2 separate regions of the Mus musculus genome follow, and region 1 is linked to region 2. A link is a contact called in public ChIA-PET data. All regions are on one chromosome and are shown on one strand. The core of a region is the stretch at or near the end of the contact, and the rest is flanking DNA. Distances in the headings are between cores, read along the strand shown.

The links. ChIA-PET counts read pairs in DNA pulled down with a chosen protein or histone mark.
Region 1: a contact with region 2 is called in an RNA polymerase II ChIA-PET map of effector CD8 T cells, with 15 read pairs. The contact joins the promoter of Mettl23 here to the promoter of Ube2o in region 2. A contact is called at or near these places in 12 of 39 promoter capture datasets (the 3T3-L1 cell line, 3T3-L1-derived adipocytes, the HPC-7 cell line and 7 more), 2 of 484 Hi-C or Micro-C datasets (embryonic stem cells and stem cell-derived neurons), 15 of 115 datasets of contacts at active chromatin or transcription factors (the 230-238 cell line, bone marrow-derived macrophages, double positive thymocytes and 10 more) and 3 of 9 other capture datasets (adipose tissue, liver and pancreatic islet).

What each region holds. Positions count from the first base shown.
Region 1 is chr11:116,841,019-116,844,778 of GRCm38.p6, forward strand. Mettl23 (methyltransferase like 23) reads left to right here and starts at 2,497. Exons shown (of 5, transcript NM_028865.3): 1 at 2,497-2,756. The coding sequence starts at 2,589. Jmjd6 (jumonji domain containing 6) reads right to left here and starts at 2,431. Exons shown (of 6, transcript NM_033398.3): 1 at 2,047-2,431; 2 at 1,314-1,702; 3 at 51-337. The coding sequence starts at 2,175.
Region 2 is chr11:116,579,618-116,583,300 of GRCm38.p6, forward strand. It overlaps Ube2o (ubiquitin-conjugating enzyme E2O), which reads right to left and starts at 1,830. Exons shown (of 18, transcript NM_173755.3): 1 at 1,395-1,830. The coding sequence starts at 1,796.

The DNA of each region.
Region 1 (3,760 bases), core at 1,247-3,746, 260 kb after region 2:
CCAGTCGGAGCTGGGACGAACAGGTATAGTTTCTTCTAGCTCATCTATACCTGGTACAAAGACAGTTTCTCCTGGTTTCTGTAATATCTCCAGGGGTTTGAATTCAGGTGGCCAGGTTGGAAGCTGTGTCCGGGGATAGATGACATTAAACCAGGTAATTGCTTCATCCTGTTGGTTCCCTCCTTCTTCTCGGGTCACCTTGATGAGTTCTCTGGGTGTGTTTGTTGGGAAGAGGCACCACCGCTTGTGACCCTGAACTAAGGCATTCCAGGCACTGGTCCCCAGAGGGTCGATGTGAATCCCAGTTCCAGAACGCGGTGGCCCCATCACAAACCACCTACAGGATGCAAGCATGAAGCCATGAGAGGTAATCTGAAATGCGTGTGACATAGAAGTCTCTATAATACACAATCATGCATGCTGTCTTCAGAGACTCTACATTCTGATATACAATATTAAGTGAACTATATATGAACTGACGTCTAACAGAAAAAATAATGGACTGATGCAAATTACTGCTGGACTTTTATTGATCCACTAGGTGTGGTAGCCCAAGCTCTTAATACCAACATCCTGGAGACAGACACAGATGGATCTTAATTTCAAAGCCTACCAGTGCTACACAGAGACCCCTATCTCAAAACACCCAAACCAAGCCTGGTGCAATATTGAACATCTTTAATGTCTAGCACTTAGAAGGCAGATCTCTGTGAGTTTAAGGTCAACCTGGTAACACAGTGAGTTACAAAGAGTCAGTATAAGAAACCACACTTGTAAAAATAGAAATAAAACTTCCTTGATAAAGCAATGGTTGCACTAAAATGACCTGGGGCTGGGCAGAGACGGCTCAGGTTAGAAGCACTCAATTCCTCAAAGCACCAAGGTTCAATTCTTAGCACCTCACATGATCCCAATGGCTCACAACTATCCATAATTGCAGCTCCTGAGGTTCTGACCTCAACCAACAGGCAGAGACTGGTAAAACATATACATGCATGAAGTTTTATTTAAAAAAAAAAAAATGCCCTGGAGGAATCCAGATGCCTCCCCACCCCCCCACCCCCATGGAATCCTTCTTCCGAAGTAGGACTATAAACAGGTCAATGTGTAGGGAAGACTTTCATTGCTTTTACAAGGTTAGACAGAGTTCTGCTAACAGGCTTGCGGATTTGTGTGTGTTTATCCAGAGACAGGGTTTCTTTGTGTAGCCCTTGCTGTCCTGGAACTCATTCTGTAGCCCAGGCTGGCCTTACAAAAATACCACTGCCTGTCACTGTCCATGGTTTTTGAAAACTTAACGTGAAATAATTTACCTGTAAGGGGGTCTGCGTTTCTCCCCCGCGTATTGGAAAAGATCATCTGTGAAAAACTTGGGCACCTTGTAGTCTTCCAAAAGTTTCCTTCTTTTGGGGTGTTCGCCATAGCTGCTATCGAAGATGTAAAGGGGACTGTCATCGCGGGTGCTCTCCATGTACTCGATGTAGTACTTCATCTTCATCTTAACCGAGTAGCCGTCATTATCCTCGCCGCACTTGAACTTCTGGTTCCGGTATTTCCTTTTGAGGCGCTCCAGAGTCCATTTCTCCTGTGCGGACCAGCCCTCTTGTGCATTGAGCAGAACCACGGGCTTGTAAGGCCTCTCGTAGCGCTCCACGAACTCTTTCACCGACAGCTGTAAGGCATCAGCTCTCTCCACGTTATCCTGCGGGAACAACAAAAGACCTGTCCCGTTAGGACACTGGAACAAGTCCAGTGGCGGATAAAGGTGTCCCACAGGGCCAATTAGCAAAGACACCCGTGAGCAATGGCACACACGAGCAAGGAACGAGCGAGCCTCTGCTCCTCCAGGGGGCCGGAGGGACGGAAGGAGGCCCACGTGCGTGCGGGCGAGCACGTCGCACCCGGAGCCACCCCTTCACGGGAGGGAGGGGCCCGAAGCTCCCACGACCGAGCGAGTTTTGACAGCCGGGCTGCGGGGCCCCATCGGGGGACCAGCGGCCCTCGGAAGGCGGGCAGCCGTCGTGTGGGGTCCCGCGCCCCGCTCACCGGCACGGCCGCGGGGTTCAGCGGGTAGCTCTCGTAGTAGTTGTGCCGGGTCCAGTCGAGCGAGTCCTTGAGCTCCGGCCGCGCACTTCGCTTGGCCTCGCGGATGCGCTTCTTGCTCTTGTGGTTCATCGTGAGCCGCTCGCCGTCCGGTTCCGCCCCGACCCCGACGCGGCTCGCGTTTCCTGCCACCAAACGCGCCCTCCCTCCCTGGCTGGCGCGGCCCCGAGACGCCCTTCGCTCCGGCCCGGCGCCTTTAAAGTCGCCTTCCAGAAGATTCACTCCTCAGCCGCCACCGGAGCTTTGGGTTGGGCGAACAGCGGCCTTCCTCCCCGCCCCACCGCCTCATGCGGTCCGCCATTGGCCTCAGCGACCTGCCAGACCCGCCTTCATGCACGCCAATTGGGCGCCATGTTGGGAAGGTCGCGTCGCCGACGCCCTGCCCCTCCCTGCTTTGGCCTACGCAACACTTCCGTCTGCGCGTCGCTTCCCTGCGGTCTCCTTCCGGCCGGGCCCGCTGCGGCCTCCGGCTTCCTGTGTTTGCCATGGACAGTGTCCGGCCCCGCGCTCCTTGGGCACCGCCTCCTGACCCGGCGTCCCTGGACTCCCCTACGTGCGAGCCCGGCCTCATGGCCGGGACCCAGCTCTTTCGGTTCCGGGAGGAGCCAGTTCCCGGAGGCAATCGGGCGGTGCTGGAGGTCCGCGTCCCGCAGGTGCGTGCGGCGGCACCCACGTGGGAGCCCCCTGTTTGGAGCGGGAGTGGGTTGTCCTTCAGTTCTCGGCTTCGTTCATTAGCACCAGGTCTGGTGTGAAGCCCGGTGAGGGGTTAAGTGCGCTCCAGTGACACATTTAGGGACAGTGCCAGGAAGTTCACTGAATTCCACCAGGAAAGTGGCTGTCTTGTCCTGTGATGCTAACTTTGTACTCTTTTGAAAGCATCTGTCAGTATATCTAACACGGCCTGCCCCCCTCCCCACCAAACCTCCGGGTACTCTTGATTGAACCTCTGCCTGTTAGGCAAGTGCTCCGCCACTGAGTGGTAGCCCTAACTCTCTGTTTTATTTCTGAGCTCAGGCAGGCTTTGAATTTGAACCCCCGTTTCCCGCTTCTTAGGGTTAGGAGTGTGCGCCACCATGCTGGCTTAAACAGTGCCGGGGCTCGAATCCAAGATCCATACACGATAGATGATAGTTGTGCTTTTGAGTTTATCCCAAACCCCGTAATCTTTGCTGTTTAAATTTTGGGACCAGGGATTCCTGTCTCCAACACCCCAATAAAATTTTATACATCGGCACTGGCTTGTTCCCTCCGAGCTCATAGCTACTCTAAAACTGACTAACTCTTCCCAGGTAGTCGGGTTTTACAAAGGATTTTCGTGTTGTAATGTAGGCAGCTGGACCATAGGTAGGTAGGTGTCCCTGGCAATAGTAAGGGGAGCAGAAGGTATAGCCTTCTGCTATACAATGCTGCCACCTGTAGCAGTCCTCGTTTGTTTGTTTTTTTTCCCAGACTTCTACACAAGTGAAGCAGAGATTTTGTTTTGAGACAGGGTCTCTCTATGTATCCCTGGTTATTGTGGAACACATTCTGTGAACCAGTCTGGACTCAGGGTTCACCGTGCCTCTGCCTTTGGAGTGTTGGGATTAAAGGTGTATTCCTCCGCCCTCCCAGCAGCCTCTAACATTAGAGAAGAGATTCTTGGCTGTGTACTACAGAG
Region 2 (3,683 bases), core at 580-3,079:
GTCCACTCTGTAGACCAGGATGGCCTTAAACCCAAGAGATCCTCCTGCCTCATCAGCCTCCCTAGTGCTGGGATTAAAGGCATGAGTCGCCAGGCAGTGGTGCTGCATGCCTTTAATCCCAGCACTTGGGAGGCAGAGGCAGGCGGATTTCTGAGTTCAAGGCCAGCCTGGTCTACAGAGTGAGTTCCAGGACAGCCAGGGCTACGCAGAGAAACCCTGTCTGGAAAAAACAAAGACATGAGTCACCATACAGCCTTATATTAATTTCTGAAGAGCCCCCTGCGATTGTTTTGGTGGCTTGGCTCCTCTATACTGTCTAGGCTTGAGGTGAGAATATCTTAATTTCCAAACCAATCTGAACAAGTTGGCAAGGTTTACTCTCAAAATAAAGTAGAATGGTTTAGGACGTAGCTCTACGTCAAAGTGCTGGAGGTTTAGCATCAAGTTCCTGGGTTCAACCCTCAGCACTGCAAAAAACAGTGACTTAACAGCCTTCCCCCAAAGCAGATCTCTCACTTCCAGGGACCTGATTCATGCTTAGAAATGTTTCCTGATGGGGAGGGGCAGGACAGGAGGAGCTGTGAGGTAAAGATATGTGAGAGACAGATACAAAACCACACACTCAGGAAAACAAGCCTGCAAACCAATCTTGGCTTAGGTTTATGATGTCAGTCCGCTCTTGTAGAACTGCTCCATTCACAAGCCTCTTTCCCGAACAGTGGGAGAATGTGGTATTTGCTTAAGAGCCCCAGGTTAAAACCAAAAGAACGAAAAAACAAGATGCAGCTTTTCCCATTGGTCCCTCTCTCTTCTGTCCACGATTTCATAGGCCACCCCACCCCAAGAAGTCCTAGACACCCAGTCGCAGCTGCCACCATCTCCCTCAGTACTATTAATATCATGGCCCTGGACTGGTTCATCATTTCCCTCATAAAGTTCTCCGAGGCAATTCAAAGGATGCAGAGGGGTTACAACAAAAAAGACGTGGGGCCGCTGCCCCACCATGCATTCCGTCAGCATCTGCTCAACTTCTTGGGTTTTCACCTCTATCTTTGTTTTGGAATACCCACAGCCAAGCCCTCCCCGGCACGGCCTTCCCTTCGGAAAGCACAATGCAGCACGGACCTCCTTTAGCGGTGGGGGTTGTAAGCAAAAAACGCCGCACTAGTGTAACGCCGAACGCGCCTCAGCGCCCGAGGAGGTCCCCACGGGCATCCGTGCGCGTCCATCACCCCGAGGCCAACACCACAGCCGAGCATCGCTCGCAAGGCCCCTCCCCTCGCCCGGAGCAGCCCTGCCGGCGTGCGCGCCCAGGCCGGTGTGATGACGGTGCACCGGGCGACGAGGCGGCGTTCCCCTCCCCGAGCCCTGCCGACCGCCCCGGCCCGCCTCACCTTGGTCTCCTTCACATGCTGCTTGACGCCCTCCGGGTACCACTGGACGCGCACGTAGCCGCGCCGCAGAGGGCTGGCCCGGCCCTCCTCGTGGCCCGCGCCCCCGGCCTCGGAGCAGCCCGAGCTGCCGCGGCCGTCATCGTCGCCCTCCGAGTCCGAGTCCTCGCCGTGGATGAGGCGTACCAGCCCGAAGTGCACCGAGCCGCGGTAACGGCCGGACACCAGGTCGTGGGAGAACAGCAGGCGCTGTGAGCCTGCTTCGGGGCCGGAGTCGGAGGACGGCCCTGAGGCCGAGTCCGTAGCGGGCGCGGGCGGCGGGGCGGCGGCGGCGGGGGCTGCGGCCGGGGTCGGGGCGGCGGCGGCCTGGGCCTGGGCGGGTGCGGGCGCTGCGGGATCCGCCATAACTGCTCTGCGCGAGTCTCGGGCGGCGGCAGCAGCGACAGCGGCGGCGGTAGCGGCGGCGGCAGCCTAAGGCGCGGGGAGGCGGGGCCGGCGGCGCGGGGGCGGGGCCGAGCGCGCTGACGTAGGCCTGCGTGCCGCCGTCGTTAGGGCGCCGGGATGCTGTTGCTAGGAGCCGCCGCCCGGTCGCTAGGGGACGCTGAAGATGCTTGGGGCGGGGGTGGAAGGACTGCCGCGGGGCGTGGCAGGGCTGCAGGAACGAAGATGGATTAGGGGCCTGAGGAAGGGTACTGGTCTACCGGAGTTGAGGGGCGGGGACTGCACGCAAAACTGACTGTAATTTCTTAAAAAAAAATTATGCCCGGGTCTGACGTGGTGGCCACGCCTTTAACCCCCAGCTCTCAGGAGGCAGAGGCAAGCCCATCTCTGTTTTAGGCCAGCCTGGTCTCAAAGCAAGTCCAGGTTACACAGAGAAACCCTGCCTCGAAAAAGCCAAACAAGCCAAGCAGTGGTGGCGCACGCCTTTAATCCCAGCACTGGGGAAGCAGAGGCAGATGGACTTCTGAGTTCTAGGCCAGCCTGGTCTACAGAGTGAGTCCAGGACAGCCAGGGCTACACAGAGAAACCCTGTCTCGAAAAGTAAAAACAAACAAAAGAATAAAAAAGCCAAACAAAAATTTTTTAAATGCGGTTTAGTTATGACACATGCTTTTAATCCCAGCACTTGGAAGGCAGAGGCAGGAGGATATCTGTGAATTCGAGGCCAGCCATGACTTACAAAGTGAGTCTTGCAAGGCAGTGGCACACACCTTTAATCTCAGCACTTGGGAGGCAGGCGGGTTTCTGAGTTCGAGGCCAGCCTGGTCTACAGAGTGAGTTCCAGGACAGCCAGGACTAAACAGAAAAACCCTGTCTCAAAAACAAAAACAAAAAACAAAAACAAAAACAAAACCCAAAGTGACAGGGGAGGGTATAGGGGGCTTTGGGGATAGCATTTGAAATGTAAATGAAGAAAATATCTAATAAAAAATGCCTTTAAAAAAACCAAACAAAGTGAGTTTCAGGACAGCCAGGGCTACAAAATAAAACCAAAATAAATAAATAAAATTAATTGAAATTTAAAATTTTATATATATATATATATATATATATTAGAAAACCCCTGTCTTGAAAAATCAAAAAAAGGTGGGGGGGGGAGAAAGAGAGAAAGAAAGAAAGAAAGAAAGAAAGAAAGAAAGAAAGAAAGAAAGAAAGAAAGAAAAGAAAAGAAGAAAAGAAAAGAAAAGAAAAGAAAAGAAAAGAAAAGAAAAGAAAAGAAAAGAAAAGAAAAAAGAGGCAGAGTCTTACTATGCAGCCCTGACTGGCCTGGACTCTCAGAAATCCACCTATCTATGTAAACTCACACTGTAAACCAGGCTGGTTTCAAACACAGAGATCTGCCAGTGTCTGCCTCCCTAGTGAGTACTACAGGTATGTGCCCTCACTCCTAGTCAGTCAAGTTTAGCAAGCACCCTTGGCATCCTAATCAAGTTGTAGCCCTGCAGAGTGACTGCATCTTCATCTTCTAGATGCCCACATGTGCCCAAACTCATGTACACAGATATCATCACAATAATTTTTTTAAGTTGTTGTCAACTGGGTGTGGTGGTGCATGCCATGAACATGTGCCTAGAGGACAGTCTAGTTGGGCACGTGAAACAAATACTCATTAAATAGCTGAAAAAGCAGCTCTAAGGCAGCTTGTAAGCAAGGCTGTAATAGATAGGTATAGAGTATGTAGAGTCCCGGGTGGAACTTGGAAGGTCATGACCCCTTAGAGAACTGGTCTAGAGGATGTGATGAGAGCCCAGAGCCACATGAGAAAGGGCTGCAAGTCAGAAGCACCGGAGG